Regions from separate parts of the Capra hircus genome. Here region 1 is linked to region 2. A link is a contact called in public Hi-C data. All regions are on one chromosome and are shown on one strand. The core of a region is the stretch at or near the end of the contact, and the rest is flanking DNA. Distances in the headings are between cores, read along the strand shown.

Region 1 (4,974 bases), core at 1,405-3,904, 320 kb before region 2:
AGGAAGAAAATGATAGGTAAAGGAGGTGGAAAAGGGCAGTTCTCATTACCATGCAGGAAGAGAAAAGATCACTGAAATGAACTGTTGAAACAAAATAGTAATGAAAAGTTGCATGCACCTCATTGTATTGTGCAAAAATAGAAAAGGTAAGAACCTGATGATCCTAACCCTTTACAATTTAAAGGTAACCTCACTCTTCTTCTGGACAGTAGAGCTCTATGGCAGAACTACCCAGAAATACCTTGTCCAGTACCAGTTCATACTTCTGAACTTCAAAAGGGCCTTAACTGCTGTTGGGCAGTACTCACTCTCTTCTCTCCTCTCTATCATTCCCTCTAAGCTTGTTCTAAGTAGTTTCCAAGTTCTTCAAGTTCCTGGTTTCACTCTTTCATCTCTTCATATGCCCTCACTTCCCTCCATTACTAAGGAAACCACACCGATCTATCATGACAATCTTCATCTCTAAAAGGTATCCTACAGCTATGTCCATATTCTCATCCTTCTCTCCAGTTCCATGAGTTAATACCTGCTTCTCCCCTCCAAAGCTACACCATGTCCTAGATCCCACTCATTCCCCCTCTAATATCCCAGTCTCTGACACTCAACTGGTCCAGCTTATTGGGGGTGGGAAGGACAGAAAAATATTCTTTTGGGTACCCTCCTCTTGTTAAATTATTATTTTCTACTTTATACTGCCAAGTTTCCTGAATTCAGCTGCAGTGTACCTCTTGCACTTATAATTCCCTGCAATCTAGCATCCACCTTTCTCCTCCAAAGTCTTCATCCTTTGAGTTGCAATGCATCCTGTAATTCATTCTTAAAGTCATCAATGACCTTTTAACCAACGTTTCTGTCTTTCCTCTCATAGTACTTGCCTTACTGTACTAAAACTGCTTTGGTTGTCTGTTCTGACATCCCTCTCGCCATACAATAAATTATAATCTCATAAAGACATTGTGTATTATGTTCACAGTTTTATCCCTTACAGCCCAGGTACTCCAGCATTTATGGAATGTATGAAGAGCTATTTCTTCTTGGCTTTCATGCCACAGGCTTGGCCAGACTAAGACTGATTTTGCTTTCCTCTCTCTACATTTTCTCATTCAACATATTCTATAACACTGTGTCAGTCACCACATCAATGCGAGGCCTACCGAATCTATATTGCCAATATCCTCATTCTTAGGAAATGAGTACTTTAAGTATTAACAGCTAAAAGGGCATGAAAATGCAACCAACTCTCAACTGGTTCAGGGGGAAAAATATATATATATATATATATAAAATAATACAGTAAATGTGGCAAAATGTTAAATTACTGAACATGAGTAAGAGTTTCATGAGTTCTTTATACTATTTTTTCAAATTTTTCTAAGTTTGACATTATCTCAAAATAAAAAGTTAAAAAGTAAATCTATTCTCACTAGGCTCAGTCTCACACAAGCTCCCGTCATATTTCCAAATGCTTACTGGCTAGTTAAAAAAAAAATCATTATCTAAGGTGTTCAGCAAGAGATGGCTACGTGCCATGTTAAACAGTATGATGGAACATTATTAGTTATTGAAATTCAACACATCCTTACCAAAAATGAATATGCACATGGGAAGTATCAAAGACAATGTGGACCAATTTTTAAGTCTTTACTGAATTTGTTACAATATTGCTTGTTTTACATTTGTTTGCTTTTTTTTTTTTTGGCTAGGAGGCATATCTTAGCTGCCCAACCAGGGATAGAACTTGTACCCCTTGCACTGGGTGGTGAAATCTTAACCGCTGAACCACGAGGGAAGTCCCCAGTTTTTACTTTTTCTTTATCACTACTTTCATAAATCTAAAATCTGTGTTTAAAACACATATGTGAATGTGAAGGTCAACTCACATAAAATTTGCTCTACACGTCTCAGTTTCAAAGTTTCATTTGTTACAAAGCTATCATGTTCTCTATCAATCTCTCAAAAACTCCACAAATCTCTGCAAAGTAAGTTATGAATCACTACTTTCTTGAACTGAACCTATAACATGTACCATTTATGAGCCAGAATCTTGTTGGGGAGGATGTGTAGAAAAGCAGTGATCTGAAATATGAGCCAAAATCAAGAAATGAATGACCTTCTATCAGAGTCATGGTTACAAAATACAACATTTTCTTTTGGTAGCTAACACTTTAAATAACAACTGGAAGAAAGTGGAGGTTTGTGAACACATATTAATGTTTCAATAAAACAGATTTACATACATCTTGTACGGAGGTTCTGTGCTCTTCACAAATATTAGAAATAAATACAGCATGACGGTTACAAATCCAGACCTTTATGGGGTGGCCAGAGTGCCTGGGTTCAAGCCCCAGCTCAGTAGTTTCCTGGCAATATGACTCTGGGTTTATTATTTAACCTGTTTCCTCATGTGTAAAATGGTGTAAAGATAGCATTTATCTCCAAATGTTACTATAAAAATTAAAGGAGTAATAATAACACTATTATTAGAAGAAGAATGGGAAACCACCAGCCATCATTTGAATTTTATTTAAACCTCAATTCATTTAGATTACAGCTAGCTTATGGTTTTTAAAATTTTAACATATTCAGGAATATACTAAAACACCACCAGATGGGGATGTTACTACATAAATCTCTTTGCCTTTTTTCTACTGCCCATGTAGTTCTGTCTCTAGGCTTGGATCTGAGACGCACTGGCTGGTCTAGCCTTGTCTAGATTCTCCTTCAATTTTATGATGAAGTAGCAAGGTAATGCTAATGCTGTAGGAGCTGTACAACCAGACTGCCTGGGTTCAAATCCTTGGGAAAGTTACCTAGTCACTTTCTGCTTTAGTTCCCTTCATTGTAAGATAGTGGTGAAAGTGAAAGAAAGCGAAAGTCTCTCAGTCGTGTCCGGCTCTTTGCAACCCCGTGGACTGTAGCCCACCAGGCTCCTCCGTCCATGGGATTCTCCAGGAAAGAATACTGGAGTGGGTTGCCATTTCCTTCTCCAGGGGATCTTCCTGACCCAGGGATCAAACCCAGGTCTTCCGCATTGCAGGCAGATGCTTTAACCTCTGAGCTAACAGGGAATGGTACCTATTCTCAAGGCTCTGTACAAACTCAGTGTTAAGACATGTAAAGCACCATGCCCAGCACAGAATAAGCAATAACACAGTAGCTGATATTATTTTCTAATTCTCCTCCTCTTCTCTTTATTCCTCTCCTAGATATTTAACTGGCCATTATATAGCCAGTATAAGGTTCTTTACCAGCTCTCCCAACACCAAACAAAACAGACTTAAAACCAAATAAAAATGCTTTTTCACTTTCAGGTATCTAAGAAATCCACAAAACAAGGATCACGGCATATACGCCAGTGTTGACTGGGTGGTGTGTTTGTACCTATCCCTCTATTACCTTCCTAGGCCAGTGAAATCTAGAATTAAAACACCAAGTTGGTACATGTGGATAAACTTCAGTGAGATGCAGCAACATAGCCATCAGAATTTTAGGAGAAACGTAGTTGTAATAACTAGTAACTCCAATCTTTCAGATACGCAGGCCTCTTAAAATTTCAGAAAGCCCTGAGCTCCCATCTAGTTATTATCTCAGAGCAAAAAGTTGCTTTCTGAGAATAACTTGGGACCTCGGTGCCAATGCCACCTGTTATTACAACAAACACAACTGCTGTTTTCTTTCCAATACCTCAAGATTTCTGTACACATTTATTCTTGAAATAGTTCTGGAAAGTGAAGGAAGTAAAGGAATTACACTGAAGCTATCATATGCTATGCTGCATATCACATTATTAACATACTGGTATAGCCACAGTGATTTCATTAAAAAAAACTCTATACACATGAGGGGGGAAAAAAACCCCACAACATTGAAAAGCTCAAATATAGCTTTTCATTTGAGCTTTTCATAGCTCAAATATTTAGGAATTTTTCCTATCAAAATATTTACAATACATCATCAAATATTCTTAAAGATTCAACAAAACTTTTTGAACCTACTATAAGCTTCAGTATACGTTTCTAAAAGCATTTTTATTTTAAAAATATATTTTTGTGTACAAGATTCCAAATTCAGAGGAACTGTTAGTTTAAATCCCACCAGAAAATAAATATATAGGTATATTACAGCACTAACCTTTTATCAGTAAACCCTACTTTATATAAAACTTATAACATGCAATTACTATTTAAATTTGCAAACTGCTGTCTTATTAAAAAGTATTGTTTTATCTTTTAATGTGAATAAAAGTACCAGTAAGTCAACTGTAACATTTATTTCACGTTGCTATAGAGTCTTTGTTAGAATTTACTTCAGCTACAATGAATTCTAAATTTAAAAATAGCAAATGAACACTATTGATGGATTTCATAAGAATACTAAAATTAGTCTGTAATTCATTTTTATGTTTATCCATAAACTCATATTTTTATGCTAAATCAAACATTCAGGAAATAATCATTTTTGATGATCAGCTTCACTTTATTTTTAAGATACCGATAAAAGCTGGGAGGCAAATGTTACAGTTTTGGAATTCAAAAACAGACTTCCCAGTTATTTGACCTACTTAATCCCCTATTTGGAATAATGCCCCTACCGAAGGGATAGTTGGAGGCTTAAATGAAATAACATATGTGAAGTGCCTGAAAGCACAGTATTTCAACAAAAGTCAAGAAAGAGAAAGGCAAGAGAAAAAGACTTACTCTTCCTGATGTGAAATTATACTATGCCTAGCCCTGTTGGCTTCAGACAGCAAGGAGGTAGAAAGAAAAGCTATACAATTACTTTGTTTTCAGATGGGCGGTTTGAATACCCACATCCCCAAGATACGATAGTACCAATCTCAAATTGATTTTTCTAACTGGTATTAGTGTCACTAAACTTCAGTGAGAGTAACTATTCTGTCCTAGGTTTCTTTAGAATAGGTATAATTACTGCCTCTAAAGAACTTAGAGGTGTCTAAAAAAAAAGTTTCACTGT
Region 2 (4,852 bases), core at 1,660-4,159:
GAAAAATTTGAGTATATTTGAGGCTGAGCCAATGGAGAAGGGGAGAATGAAGATAGAAGTGAGAAGCGGGATAACTAGTGGGTCAGAGGTTTAGAAGACAAATTAGAGGCTGAGTTAGTACATACAGATGGGGGCCCTAGCATAAGGAAATAAAGACCTTTGGATATGTGAGCATCCATTTATGTATGTATAATAATATTCATTTGTTCTTATTTCAAAAATATAAAGTGTTCATTGCAGAATATTTGGAAAAGACAAAAACCATGAGATTTACTGAGCTCTTACAATATTTCAGACTCTGGTCTATGTGCTTTGCATATATTAACTCATTTACTTCTCAAATAGTCATATGAAGCATGATTGAACAGTATGAACCATACTGTTACTATCTCTGTACTATAGAGGAGAGCGATTGAGTCAATTGCCTGAAGTTGCAAGACTGGTAAATTGCCAGTTAGGATGTAAACCTACCTCATCTGTACCTTATGTACATATGCAGAGAAAATCCCAGAGAAGAAATTTATCAGGAAAAATAAATAAACATGTGTGGGATACTTAGATATAGAAATCACCAGGCGTTAACAGCTGATGCTTCTCTTTTCTTGGGGAAGTAGGTGGTGACTCTGAAGGAAGGAGACGAGAGTAAGCAGGACTCTAGACTCAAGTTTAATAATAGTTTGAAGATACTGCTTCCAGTAAAGGAGAAAGAAGCTGACTAGGAATTTTCAGCAGTATTGAAGAGCCAGCTTGAGTTTGTAAGTACTGAGTTTGCAGAGGGTTGGTTGGCATGGTTAAGTGATTTTCTGAAGGGCACTGGACTGCTTGTTGTTTGGGGTAAGAGCAGTTGTAGATTAGCCTTAGGAGGAGCACAGACAGTCATGAGAAATTGATGGTATAGTTGAAATGGCTGCATCTTTGTTTGCGATCTCTCAAGGCAGATGTTGGGATAAGGATTCAAGAGCAAGAAGTTTACTAGGAGGTGAGTCCAGGAAAAATGCTTGTAGGTGAGAGGGGGAATGAGACACATCAGAAAAGAGAGTACCTGGCAGACATGCGAGGGGAGCTTACTCCTGCAGGGGGACTCTGGGAGCCAGTGGGAAAACTCATCTTAGAGTGATCTCCCAGCGCCCTTGCACATCACTTCCCATTTGCCGTTGGTTAGGACTGCTCCGGGGCAATCATGCATGGATCGAGGGCTGCCACACATGTGAATACAGAGAATTCTGGTGCCCTGAAGATGGCCTCAGGCAAAGAGAGGCTGACTGTTGGAAGTCTGGTCTAGCAATGCCTATTGAAAGAGAAGGCCTGGGAAGATAAAGACTGGGCATCAAGAGTGTCTGTTACACACATGGAACTCTGCTCAATGTTACTACTATGCGCCAGCTTGGCTGAGAGGAGGGCTTGGGGGAGAATGGATACCTGTATATGTATGTCTGAGTCCTTTTGCTGTTCACTTGCAACTACCACAACATTGTTAATTGGCTATAGCCCAGTACAAAATAAAAAGTTTAAATTTTTTTTTTTAAGTGTCTGCTACAGATGGACCATGAATTTGTGTCCAGTAAAGACGCAGCAAACCTATGAAGAGACTAGGAGAGCAAGGAAAAGTTCTGTGATGAACATTCTTTTCTGAAAATAGTTTTGAATAGGTAATAATAGTACATGGAACAAAATTGAAGCATGAGAGAATATAGAGTGAAAATTAAGTCTTCCTTTCTCACCATCCACCTCCATTTTCTACTATTGTTAGTGTCTTATATATCCTTTCAGAGATAGTATAGCAGGGATTATGTATGTGTAAATGTATTATAGGCATCAGCTCAGTTCAGTTGCTCCGTCGTGTCTGACTCTTTGCGACCCCATGAATCGGAGCATGCCAGGCCTCCCTGTCCATCACCAACTCCCGGAGTTCACTCAGACTCACGTCCATTGAGTCAGTGATGCCATCCAGCCATCTCATCCTCTGTCGTCCCCTTCTCCTCCTGCCCGCAATCCCTCCCAGGGTCAGAGTCTTTTCCAGTGAGTCAACTCTTCGCATGAGGTGGCCAAAGTACTGGAGTTTCAGCTTTAGCAACATTCCTTCCAAAGAAATCCCAGGGTTGATCTCCTTCAGAATGGACAGGTTGGGTCTCCTTGCAGTCCAAGGGACTCTCAAGAGTCTTCATAGATATATGTATATACTCATATTTTAGATATGGGTTTTATATATGTGTGTATATGTTAAACATACAGGTAATATATATGTTAATTATACCCACACAGGTGGTACAAATAAAATACTCTGTCTTTTACACATGTATCTTGGGGAACTTTTCATATCATTGCATGTGGATTTGCCTCAATTTTAAAAATAGGTGCCTAGCATTCAGTCTGATGGGTGTGTGTGTTCCCTCTCAGTTGCTCAGCCGTGTTCAACTCTTTGCGGACCCATGCCAGGCTCCCCTGTCCATGAGATTTCCCAGGTAAGATACTGGCATGGGTTGTTATGTCCTACTCCAAGGGATCTTCCCAACAAGTTACCAAAAAACCCCAAAATAACAAACTTTCTTCTGGGTATGTTATCTTGTATGTGTGTTACTGACCAGATGCCAATGATCTGTAAGATAAATGCCCAGGAAGAGGGTTGCTGAGTCAAATTTGAATTTGATAGACAGTACTGAACGTCTTTGAACCAATGTGCACACTCATGGGATTGACCATCAAGAGGTCAAAGAAGGGAAGTACAGGGGCGAGGGAGTTGAGGAGGAGGGAGGGGCTGGATAACAGTAAATGCCGGATGTGGAGATTCCGGTGGAGCAGTTCCTGCCGCTGACAAAATCCAGGGTGTGGCCACAGCCAGAAGTTGTTGGCGTGGGCTGGGGCGCAGGCAAGGTCGAGGAAGCAGAGGAAGTTAAGGAACCATGAGGTGTCAGAGTGACTCACTCAGATGATGAGCCAGTCAGTTCATACTGGTTAGTTCGTCATTATCTTGTAAAAGGCCGTTGGAGAAGCCTTCAGCTTCCCTTTAACTCTGGCAAGGAAAAGATGCCTATGCCTCCTGATCCTCTTTCCACTCTGTGGTGCAGAAAACTCTTCACCACTGGAGCTTGCTGAGGAGGAAATGCATCAAAACAACGTGGCTGCTTCCAGGGACAGGCAGTGATGTCTCCAGTTAATATTATGGCCCGTGTGGCTGTGGAAGCAGGTGAGTCTGTTTTACCAGATCCTTTGGCTTTCTAGTGAGTATCCATTAGGCCTGTGGATAGCTCATTTTACGACAACTCCAAACTTACAGGTGTTTATGACATTGTCAAATGAACGCTGGCCTGGGGAGATACTTCCTTGTTAATAAAATCACTAGCAATTATAATAACAATAGGGATTAAGGTGCTGAATCAGTTAATAATTGTGTTCAGTAAGTAGCAGAGAGAGATCTTAAAATCACTGGTTTAAACTAGAGAGGAGTTCTCTTTGCTCTCAAGTAATGTGTAAAGTTCAGGGATAAGCCTTCCACAAAAGGTGTAGCAGCTCCACAATGCCCTTGATGTCTCAGGTTCCTTCTCTCCTTCTGCTCTGCCTCTCTGGTGCTGACTTCCATCCTCATGGTTTCCGGATGGCTGCTGAAGTTCCAGCCATCATAACCATGGTTTCATGCTGGAAAAGGTCAGAGGTAAAAGGGATTATGCCAGATGAATCAGCACCTCCCACTCCCACCTTTTAATGAACTTTCACAAAAGTTTCACTCAGTAAAGAGAAATTTTCCTCTCACTGCACAGCTTACAGTCACGTGGTCATCCCTATCCGCAGGGAGCCTGGGAAACGGAGACTTTAGCAGGACTCCTTGCAGCCCCCAACAGATTGGATTCTGTTAATAAAGAAAAAGAGACTAGATATTGGCTCTGGGAGACTAGGTATTGGCTAGGTAACTGGCAATATCTCTCAAATTTCCTAGACACTTTACATTTTAAAAACATGATTTTTTTTTTAATAGTGGTAAAATCTGTATAACCTGAAAGTTACTGCTTTAGCTATTAAAACAATTATTTATTTGGCTGTGTCAGATCTGAGTTGTGGCATGCCGGATCTTCTAGTTGTAACATGTGGGATCTAGTTCCCTGACAAGGGATCGAACCCCGCCCCCTGAATCGGGAGCACAGAGTCTTAGCCACTGGACCACCAGGTCAGTCCCACTATTTTCGTTATTTTTTAAGTGTACAATTCAGTGACATTAAGTACCTTCACAGGTGTTGTATAGCTATGACCACCATCCATTTCCAGAACTTAATCAGCTGCATCAGAAACTCTGTCTCCATTAAACAATGACTTCATCACCACCCTCATCTCCCCTCAGTCACTGATAACCCCTATTCTACTTTCTACATCTTTGATTTTGCATATTTTAGGTACCACAGGTCATACAATATTTATCCATTTGTGACTGACTCCATTTCGCATAGTATTTTCAAAGTTCATCCAATTGCAGCAAGCACCAGTACTTCACTCCTTTCCGTGACCGAATAACATTCCATTGTATGGATATGCCACATTTTGTTTATCCAATTACATGACACTTGGGTTGTCTTAGTCCGTTCAGGCTGCTGTAATGAATTACCACAGACTGGGTTGCTTCTAAAGAATAGAAGTTTATTTTTCACAGTTCTAGAGGTTCAAAGTCCGAGATCAGAGTGTCAGCATGGTCTGGTTCTGGTGAAGGTCCTCTTCTGCATGGCAGAAGGCCGACTTCTCATCCTGGTAGAAGGGGAAAAGGATCTCTGTGGGGCCTCTTTCATGGCAACACTAGTCCCTTTCATGGGGGCTCTACCCTCATGACATGCTCACCTCCTAAAGACCCTGTCTCAGTACCATCACATTG

Evidence for each region. Hi-C and Micro-C count contacts between places; a contact is called where the count stands out from the background.
Region 1: a contact with region 2 is called in a Hi-C map of blood, with 7 times the contacts expected there. The contact joins the enhancer-like site here to the promoter of CTLA4 in region 2. A contact is called at or near these places in 2 of 5 Hi-C or Micro-C datasets (both in blood).

The regions. Positions count from the first base shown.
Region 1 is chr2:44,218,916-44,223,889 of ARS1.2, reverse strand. All of the region lies in intron 4 of RAPH1 (ras-associated and pleckstrin homology domains-containing protein 1), which reads right to left. Among named protein-coding and RNA genes, the nearest start is that of RAPH1, 56 kb to the right of the region's middle. Within about 2 kb of position 2,654, at least 2 of the 5 cell types and tissues checked have an H3K27ac peak or open chromatin away from gene starts, as enhancers often do.
Region 2 is chr2:43,896,693-43,901,544 of ARS1.2, reverse strand. It overlaps CTLA4 (cytotoxic T-lymphocyte protein 4), which reads left to right and starts at 2,909. Exons shown (of 5, transcript XM_005676404.3): 1 at 2,909-3,184. The coding sequence starts at 3,142.